Linked DNA regions of Mus musculus: region 2 is linked to region 1. The links are chromatin contacts, called in public promoter capture Hi-C maps. All regions are on one chromosome and are shown on one strand. Each heading gives the region's core, a stretch centred on a gene start, on an enhancer-like site or on the middle of the called end of the contact. The rest is flanking DNA. Distances are from core to core; before and after follow the strand shown.

Region 1 (3,840 bases), core at 1,185-3,684:
TGAACTCAGATCCTCCTGTCTTAGACTCCTGAGTATTGGGGTTATAGGCACATCTTACCAGGCCCAGATTTGGCAACATGGAATCTGAATTTTTGCCTCATCCCCAGGTTACTATGATCACATTTTCTCCGACCTCAGTTGTTGAATGGAGTTCTCTGATTTTATTCCTTTCTCACCATCTCTGACCTGTCCATCAGACAGGTGAGTGTGTGTGTGTGTGTGTACACATGTACATGGATCCAGTCATAAATTATAGGTGAGAAGACAGCATCAGGCATCACTCTGTCATTCTCTTCCTTTAAGACAAACTCTCACTGAGCCTGAAGCTGGAGTGCACTGCTCCTCACCTAGCCATGGGGTTCCATAAGGTCACTTGAGGTCCCATGGAGTCGCATGGGGTCACATTAGGTCAAATGGGATTGTGCCCTGCTTTTTATGTGAGTTCTGAAGGTTTACAGTCATGTATTCACATTTGCTCTAGGAGCACAGAATCATCTCTCCAGCCACCACCCGGTTTTTAGATCAGGGTTTCATGTAGCCCAGGCTAACCTTTGTTATATAGCCAAGATGACCTTGAGCTACTGTTCCTCCTGTCTTTACTTCCAAGTACTGAGAGTATAGTGTCAGCCTATACAACTTGCTTCAGACAGATGTTTTTACAAATAAAACATTTTACAAAAAAACAAATTACATTTTTTTAACAAAAAGAGTACATCCTAAGCTGGTCAAATTCACTTATCAGACTGAAAACAGAACTGCAAGTCCTTTTATGGTCATTAGGCCTCTATGTGATCGGACACACACTCCCCTGCCTTCATCTCCATCTGGTCCCTAATTCTCTCACTCTGTACTAATAGCAATATATTCTTTGCTCTGGGTGGCAGGAATCCTAGCCCTAAGCCAGTATACTGGCTAGTTTTGTGTCAACTTGACACAGCTGGAGTTATCACAGAGAAAGGAGCTTCAGTTGAGGAAATGACTCCATGAGATCAAACTGTAAGGCATTTTCTCAATTAGTGATCAAGGGGGAAAGGCCCCTTGTGGGTGGGACCATCTCTGGGCTGGCAGTCTTGGTTCTATAAGAGAGCAGGCTGAGCAAGCCAGAGCAAGCCAGTAAAGAACATCCCTCCATGGCCTCTGCATCAGCTCCTGCTTCCTGACCTGCTTGAGTTCCAGTCCTGACTTCCTTTGGTGATAAACAGCAGAATGGAATTGTAAGCTCAATAAACCCTTTCCTCCCCAACTTGCTTCTTGGTCATGATGTTTGTGCAGGAATAGAAACCCTGACTAAGACAGCCAGCATCTTTATATTCTACTGTTCCCCTTTACAAGAACATTCTTCTTTTAGACAAGGCTATTAACTCTGTGCTATATTTTATTTAAGTATTTAAACATTACTTCCTTGGAGGTCTTTCCACCTTGCTATGCAGGTCTCTGTCCCTGCAACTGTGTTTGTGCCTGTAATTCCTGAGAGAAGGAAACACAGTCTCAATGTGACTGGGAATCAGACAATGAGGATGGAAACACAGTGAAATGAAGAAACTGGATACATTACACCAGTGATGGAAGCAAGAGACATGTTACATAGATGAGGTAGAGTGAGTGACTTCATTGCAGAGGATGAGGCAGAGTGAGTGACTTTAAGGGGACTAACCGACAGAAGCTGTGTTGGTTAGGTTACTATCCATGTCACACAAGCTAGGGTCATCTGGGTAGATAGAGCTTCAGATGAGAAGATGTCTATTCAACTGACCTGCAGGCAAACCTATGAAGCATTTTCTTGATTCCTGGTTGATGAAGGAGGACCTAGCCTACTATGGGCAGTGCCACCTTTGGTCACGTGGTCCTGGGATGTAAAAGAAAGCAGGCTGAGCAAGCCATGGAGAGCAAGCCAGTAAGCAGAACTCCTCCACGGCCTCTGCTTCAGTTCCTGCTCAGGATTCTGCTCTGCTTAAATTTCTGCCTTGGCTTCCCTTAGTGATGGAACATAATCTCAATGGGTAAGCAAAACAAACCTTTCCTCTAAGACGCTTTTGGTCATTTTTTTTAATCACATCAATTGAGACCTAATTAGGATGGAGGCCCTGGTCACATGCTGTTGTGCAAAGCATAGAGTCCTAAGACAAAATGAGCCCAAGTTCTCGTCCAGCAGCAAGTGGTTCAAGGCAACTAAGTGTGCTTCTGGGGAAAAGGTAGCTTCTTATAGAACTAGGGATGTAAGAGAAAGAGTCATCAAAAATCCCATTCATATGCAATTCTGAGTTTTTGTGTAATAGTTTTAAAAACTAAATTAAGCTACTTCTTAACAAAACCTGCGCTGGTGGTCCCGCTGCACTGGTGGTCCCGCTGCACTGTGGTCCCGATGCACTTGTGGTCTCGATGCACTGTGGTTCCGTTGCACTGGTGGTTCCGCAGCACTGTGGTCCCGCTGCACTGGTGGTCCTGCTGCACTGTGGTCCCGATGCACTTGTGGTCCCGATGCACTGTGGTTCCACTGCACTGATGGCCCCGCTGCACCGTGGTACCGCTGGGCAACAAGAACTGGAACCACTTTAAGAGTGAGGCCAGAGTGAGTGTGCCCCATGCCTATGCTGGAGCCCCATCTGTGTCTATAACTTGCACATTCCAAACATTTCTTCATTGGACACCTCTTTTGCTCTCTGGTTAATGCTCTGACAGATCTTCAGTTTGCTTTAGCTGACAATCTTTTCCTTTGGAGAGGTGTTACAACTGGAAATGGAAAAGGTTTTCATCTGGGATTCTCCAACTCCCCTTAGCATCAGGCACATCCCAGAGGACAAAGCCCCAGTCTATGAGCCGACAAAAGCAGATCTAAAGACCCATATCCCAGAACCCACTGTTTCCCACGTGCTTCACGAAGATACTTTGGAAGGTCCTTCGGAATCTCTCCCTACAGGTTCAGTCCAGCTTTATCCTTTACATTAGGGAGAGTGTTATTGTTTTGTTTTGTTTTTTCCAGTGGGAACTGACTGATGAAGGCGGTATAGGTGGTTAGGATCTGTCTCCTAAATCCTCACGCAGTTTCTCCTTCTTCATATAGCGTGGCCTCTTCCTCTCTGGGTCCATCTTGGTCATTCACTGTCCTTCCCCACAGGGAATGGAATTACCCACCGCAGCTTCACCCCAAGGTCAAGTGAGGAAAGAGCTGAAGGGCTGGACTGCCCTGGATCCTGCAGCATTTCCACAGTGATCTCATTTATCTCCACTGCTCCACTTTCAGTGTCTTTGGTAATTCCGAGTGGCCTGCGCAATCGTTATCTGGCCCTTGCGGGGAGATAAAAAGCCTTGTTGGTTTTAAAGGGAAAGTTTTAGTGATTGAAATTTTATCGGCAGAATGGCCATGGAAATTAGTGTGTGTGTGTGTGTGTGTGTGTGTGTGTGTGTCCACTTTGAGAAAAAGAACTGAGACCTGTATGCTCATCATTGAAATAGAAAATCATTAAGTGACTTTTGCATATCCTAGGACACTGTCAAAGGAAGCCACAGTAGGTCATCTGCCACCTATAAACTTTCTGCCCTGCATGCATACTTGTTAACGGTACCAAAGCCATCCCCTGGCTACAACTTACCTCCTTGGAAATGTCTGGCATAAGAAACATTGCCTAATCATATGTCTAAATGACACAAACTAGAGTCATTGGGGAGGAAGGAGCCTTAATTGAGAAAATGCCTCCATAAGATCAGGCTGTAGGGAAGTCAGTAGGGCATTTTCTTAAATAGTGTTTGATTTCCGAGGGCCCAGCCCATTGTTGGTGGGGCTACCTAGCCCAGTAGTTTCTCTCTCTCTCTAGCCTCATATAATATATATATTCTATGATA
Region 2 (4,359 bases), core at 158-2,657, 480 kb after region 1:
AACCACACACACATACTTTTTGAGTATTCTAACAGAGATGCCACAATTAATTCAGAACTAAGTAGCAAACTAAGAATCACAAAATTTAAATATATTTAAGTTTGTATTGGGGACTGAGGCACTCTAGCTCTTTTGTGGGTAAGGCAGGGCCATGGAAGGATTGCCTAAGCCAGTGGTTCTTTACCTGTGGGTCACAACCCCACTGGCAAACTTCTACCTCCAAAAATACTTACATTGTGCTTCCTAACAGTACCAAAGTTATAAAGTAGCAATGAAAATGATTTTATGGTATGGGGCCACTACAAGTTGAGAAACCGTATTAAAGGGTTGCAGCATTCAGAAGGTTGAGAACCACTGGCCTAAGCCTTTAAGGATGTTTAGAAGCTGTGTGGATTTCTTAATGAAAAAAACCAACCAAACACATAGATGGATTCTGATACTCTCCAGCGCCTGTTGCTGAAGATTCAGTGGATCGATGAGGGTGGCTTGGGCTTTTTCGATGCCTTCACCTTACTTTGTAGACAATGTTGCCATTTATCCGTGTCCAACACCAGAAGCAGTTTTTAGCCCTTGCCCTTGACTTGCTTCAGTAGGCAAGCTTTCCCCTTTTCAGATGTTGCCATTTCTTGTCACCCCCCCACCCCCGCCCCCAACCCTCTGCGTTCCCAGCTTTCCTTTAGAAATCTTGATGGCCTGCAGGTCAGATTCAGTAGTGACTTTATTCAGAGGATGCCTTTTTGACAGGAGTGAAGGGGGACTTTGCTGATCCCAAACCCTGTTTTGGGGTCCCGAGCTTTTCTATTCCACCTGTCCCCGCCTCGCTGCCCCGCCCCCCGGGTCTTTCCAGTCACCCTGATTTACAGGGAAGGCAAATCAAAATCAAATTAATTCGCCTCCTTCTAGTGCGTTTCTAGGGCTTTTCTGCGCAGCGAAGGTATTCTGGGACAGGAAGCAGGTGAGTTGAGGCGGAGCTGAGGTGGAGCTGAGGTGCAGCACCGCCCTGCCTAGCGCAGGGAGCTTCGTCAGACTCTACAAGACATCTCCGAGCTCTGAGCGCTCGACCGGAAATGCTCCGAGGCCGGTGCCGGAAGTGCACCTACAGGCCCGAGTCCTTCCGGCCTCTGCCCTTCCAAGGTTTCCGGGAGGCGGGGAGTGGGCGGAGCCAGAGCCGGAAGTTCAGGCGGCTAAGCCCGGTCTCTGGCGTGACCCGTGAGCGCTGAATTGAACGCTGGCGGGCTGGCGGGCGGGTCCTCTGGCTGCTGTCCTCGCCACTTTACCTCTGTGCCGAGGACCCGAGGGAAAGCTGACGCCGCTGAGCCAGTCAGCACGCAGCTCGCACTCTAGTCCCGCGTGTAGGGACGACGCAGGCCGCCTGTCTAGTTTCCGGTCCCGTGGGCCCCGCCCCTCATCACTATGTATGACCGTGCTCCGCGCTGGCTCGACTGTGCCAACCGCGGCAGCACCGAGGAGCACGTGGGGCCTGGGACCTACCAGGTACCTTTTCCTAAGCAGCAGGCCACAGGTAAGATGCTGATGGCCAGCTTGCGGTGACAGACGGCCCGCCTTCAGCCTGCCCTCAGGTTAAACACAAAGTCAAAAAGGACCACTGTTCAGAAATGTAACACGTCGCAGGTAGAGACGATACTAGAACCAGGATTTTGATTCCTTGGCTCTTGACTGTATGACATAACAAGTTTGTGACTGTATGAAACACAATACTTGCTTTTGCACACACTTTAATCAGATTTATTTACCACGATGTAATTGTTTACATTTCTATTCTGTATTATCACTTACAAATTGGATCCCGTCCCCAATCTCCCCCACTCCCCGGAGTGAAGTTATCTGACCATCCCTGGCTTTATACTGAGACCCTCTTTCTACATTCTGTGAAAAGTTATAGCCTTCAGGGGTGGCCTAGGGACTAATAATTGAAGTAGTTAATTGCTTTTCTTCATTTCTCACCCCCCCCCCCCCCCCCAGTTTGTGAATTAGGTCCAACTTTTAATAAATATTTCTAATTCGGTCTCTGCTTTTAAAGTTCTGGTTTTTGTTTTTGTTTGAGTTTAATACCACCCAAATTCTAGTGGTTTCTTTTGTAAACCTGCATTTTTCAGTAGATATAAAATACCTCCTGCCCCCTTAAAGTTCCAGGAGTGAGTACTCTGTTTACATCCCTGCTCCATTATGGTTAGTTTAAGTTTCTCTGGACATGGTAAAATTCTGTTTGCGTTTCAGATCTCAAATTTTACATCTTTTCAGCATCTGTCCTCAGCATTTTTGGTACCTATGCCAAGTACTGTTGAGATGGTATAAGCATGTATTCCCCAGCATCTTGTGTTTACCAGTGACCATCTGTAATGGGCACACCTATGATGCTTTTGCACACCCATAACTTTTTTTTTTGACCTTTATTTTGGTACAGCTGACCACTTTCTTTGTTGCTTTCTGTCTCATTTTTTTTCCTGCTGTTCAGTACCTGACACATGATTCGGTACTGAAGCAAGGAATCATGTTTTATTTTTCTTTTTTTCCCACTAATCATGCACAGCTAAATTTATAAGATACTTAGCTTTACATCTTGTTCTTGTTGCTTTGCTCATTGTACTCTCTTATTCATATCTGTTACTTCAATCACCATTTATATCCAGCCACTCCCAAGTGAAATTCTTTATAGAGATAGAGGTGGTTTATGTCTCTAAGTTTCCCACAGGCTTAAAGTCTGCGTCGTTGTCAGTCACTTTACAGACATCCTTGCATGGCTGGTCTAAGCTTTAGAACTCTAGCTTACTTTTTTTGCCTGGCCATTTCTCTTGGCCTTTAAGACCATTGGTTAAATGTTCACAATCTCTCAGAAATTCTTCCCCTTTGTTCATAGCTACCCAATTTAATACAATCCAATTTATTTTTTCTCAATTAAATCAGTAGCATGTTGTTTCTGTCTCAGTGTCATAATTTTATCTTTCATTTTGTGTTTAGTAGTATGTTTAAAAAACATACATTATTTGAAAAACAAAAAATATATTTATTTTTGTTAACGGCAGGGTTAAAAAATCTAAACTCATCAATGGTAGTAGAATTCTTTTTTGTTATCACCCCCGGTCTTGTGTTCCATTTAGTCTGATCTTTCCAAACACCTGTACATGCTCCTACACATGACCTACAGTTCAGCCATTCTAACTTGATAATATTCTTAAGATCATTTTTTGTCACTTCTGTTCTTTTGCACCATGTGCCCAGTGTGTTCTATGCTCCTACTCCTCCTGGCTTGCTTCTACTTATTCTTGATATTCAATTGAAATAAAAATCTCTGACTAGTCTTACTTTTCCATCCTTCTGGCTTATGGTAACTTTTTTGGTAGCAGTTTGATTCTAACACACACACACACACACACACAAAAGCTCCACCAAAATGTAAACTACTTGAGAGCAGGGATCATGATGTTTACTCCATTCTTAGTTTTCAACCCAGTAAAACAATATTCTTAGTGAAAAATACCTTGTAGTAACGTATAAACTAGTGGACCACATTAAAAGTTTCTATGGGGTGGGTGAGATGGCTTAATGGGTAAAGTCACTTACTGCCAAATTTGATGACTTGAGCATAATAACTCTTAACATCTTGTAAGATGACTCTTACAAGTTGTCATCTGTCTTCCACATGTACACACACACACACACACACACACACACACACAGAAAGACAGACACACACACACACATAACACCTTCTCCAAAACACTATGGCTTTTGTTACTAAAGGGTAGTATGTAGGATATAGTCAGCCCTGTATACTAACTTAAAGGATTATACTTTGTTCACTTTTGAAGTATGTTTAAAAATTCTGTGCTTGGGAACTCTGAGGAGATTGTGTGTGTGTGTGTGTGTGTGTGTGTGTGTGTGTGTGTGTGTGCGCGCGCGCGTGCATGCTATGCTGTTCAGGGCAACATGTTTATAATTGATAGAACAGGTGTTTCTGAGCATTTTTCTGCTACATTTCTCGATGAGATAATTTAAAAGCAGCTACCATGCTATTTCATGCATGTTTATAATAGGTAATTTACTGAACTGTGCAGAGCTGTCCATCTATTTCAATGAAAGATTAGGTGTATGTTAAGAGTCTGATGTGGAAAGGAAAGATGGAGGGACCTTGTGTAACTTAATTCTTACAGCAAGCCTCACAAGAGGGACAGATCTTGTAGTGTTAGGATATTCTCAACCTAGTGGTCTCCTTTTTCCTCTTTATCTTACTTAGCCAACCCTCCAGTATACTAGCTCCATGTTTTCCTACTTAATATACTAATTGATAGCCTTGGTTTTAGGTCATTTGATCAGGAATAAACTTAAGATTTGTATCCT

Evidence for each region. Promoter capture Hi-C pulls out the DNA fragments that hold promoters and counts their contacts.
Region 2: a promoter capture Hi-C map of hippocampal neurons shows a contact between it and region 1, with 10 times the contacts expected there. The contact joins the promoter of Stpg2 here to the promoter of 4930425O10Rik in region 1. A contact is called at or near these places in 8 of 39 promoter capture datasets (the HPC-7 cell line, cranial neural crest, embryonic stem cells and 5 more), 1 of 15 datasets of contacts at CTCF or cohesin (pro-B cells), 5 of 484 Hi-C or Micro-C datasets (LSK cells, cerebellar granule neurons, cerebellum and 2 more), 2 of 115 datasets of contacts at active chromatin or transcription factors (astrocytes and embryonic basal ganglia) and 1 of 9 other capture datasets (macrophages).

What each region holds. Positions count from the first base shown.
Region 1 is chr3:138,724,550-138,728,389 of GRCm38.p6, forward strand. It overlaps 4930425O10Rik (RIKEN cDNA 4930425O10 gene), which reads right to left and starts at 2,435. Exons shown (of 4, transcript NR_040545.1): 1 at 2,313-2,435.
Region 2 is chr3:139,204,486-139,208,844 of GRCm38.p6, forward strand. It overlaps Stpg2 (sperm tail PG rich repeat containing 2), which reads left to right and starts at 1,408. Exons shown (of 14, transcript NM_198659.2): 1 at 1,408-1,522. The coding sequence starts at 1,414.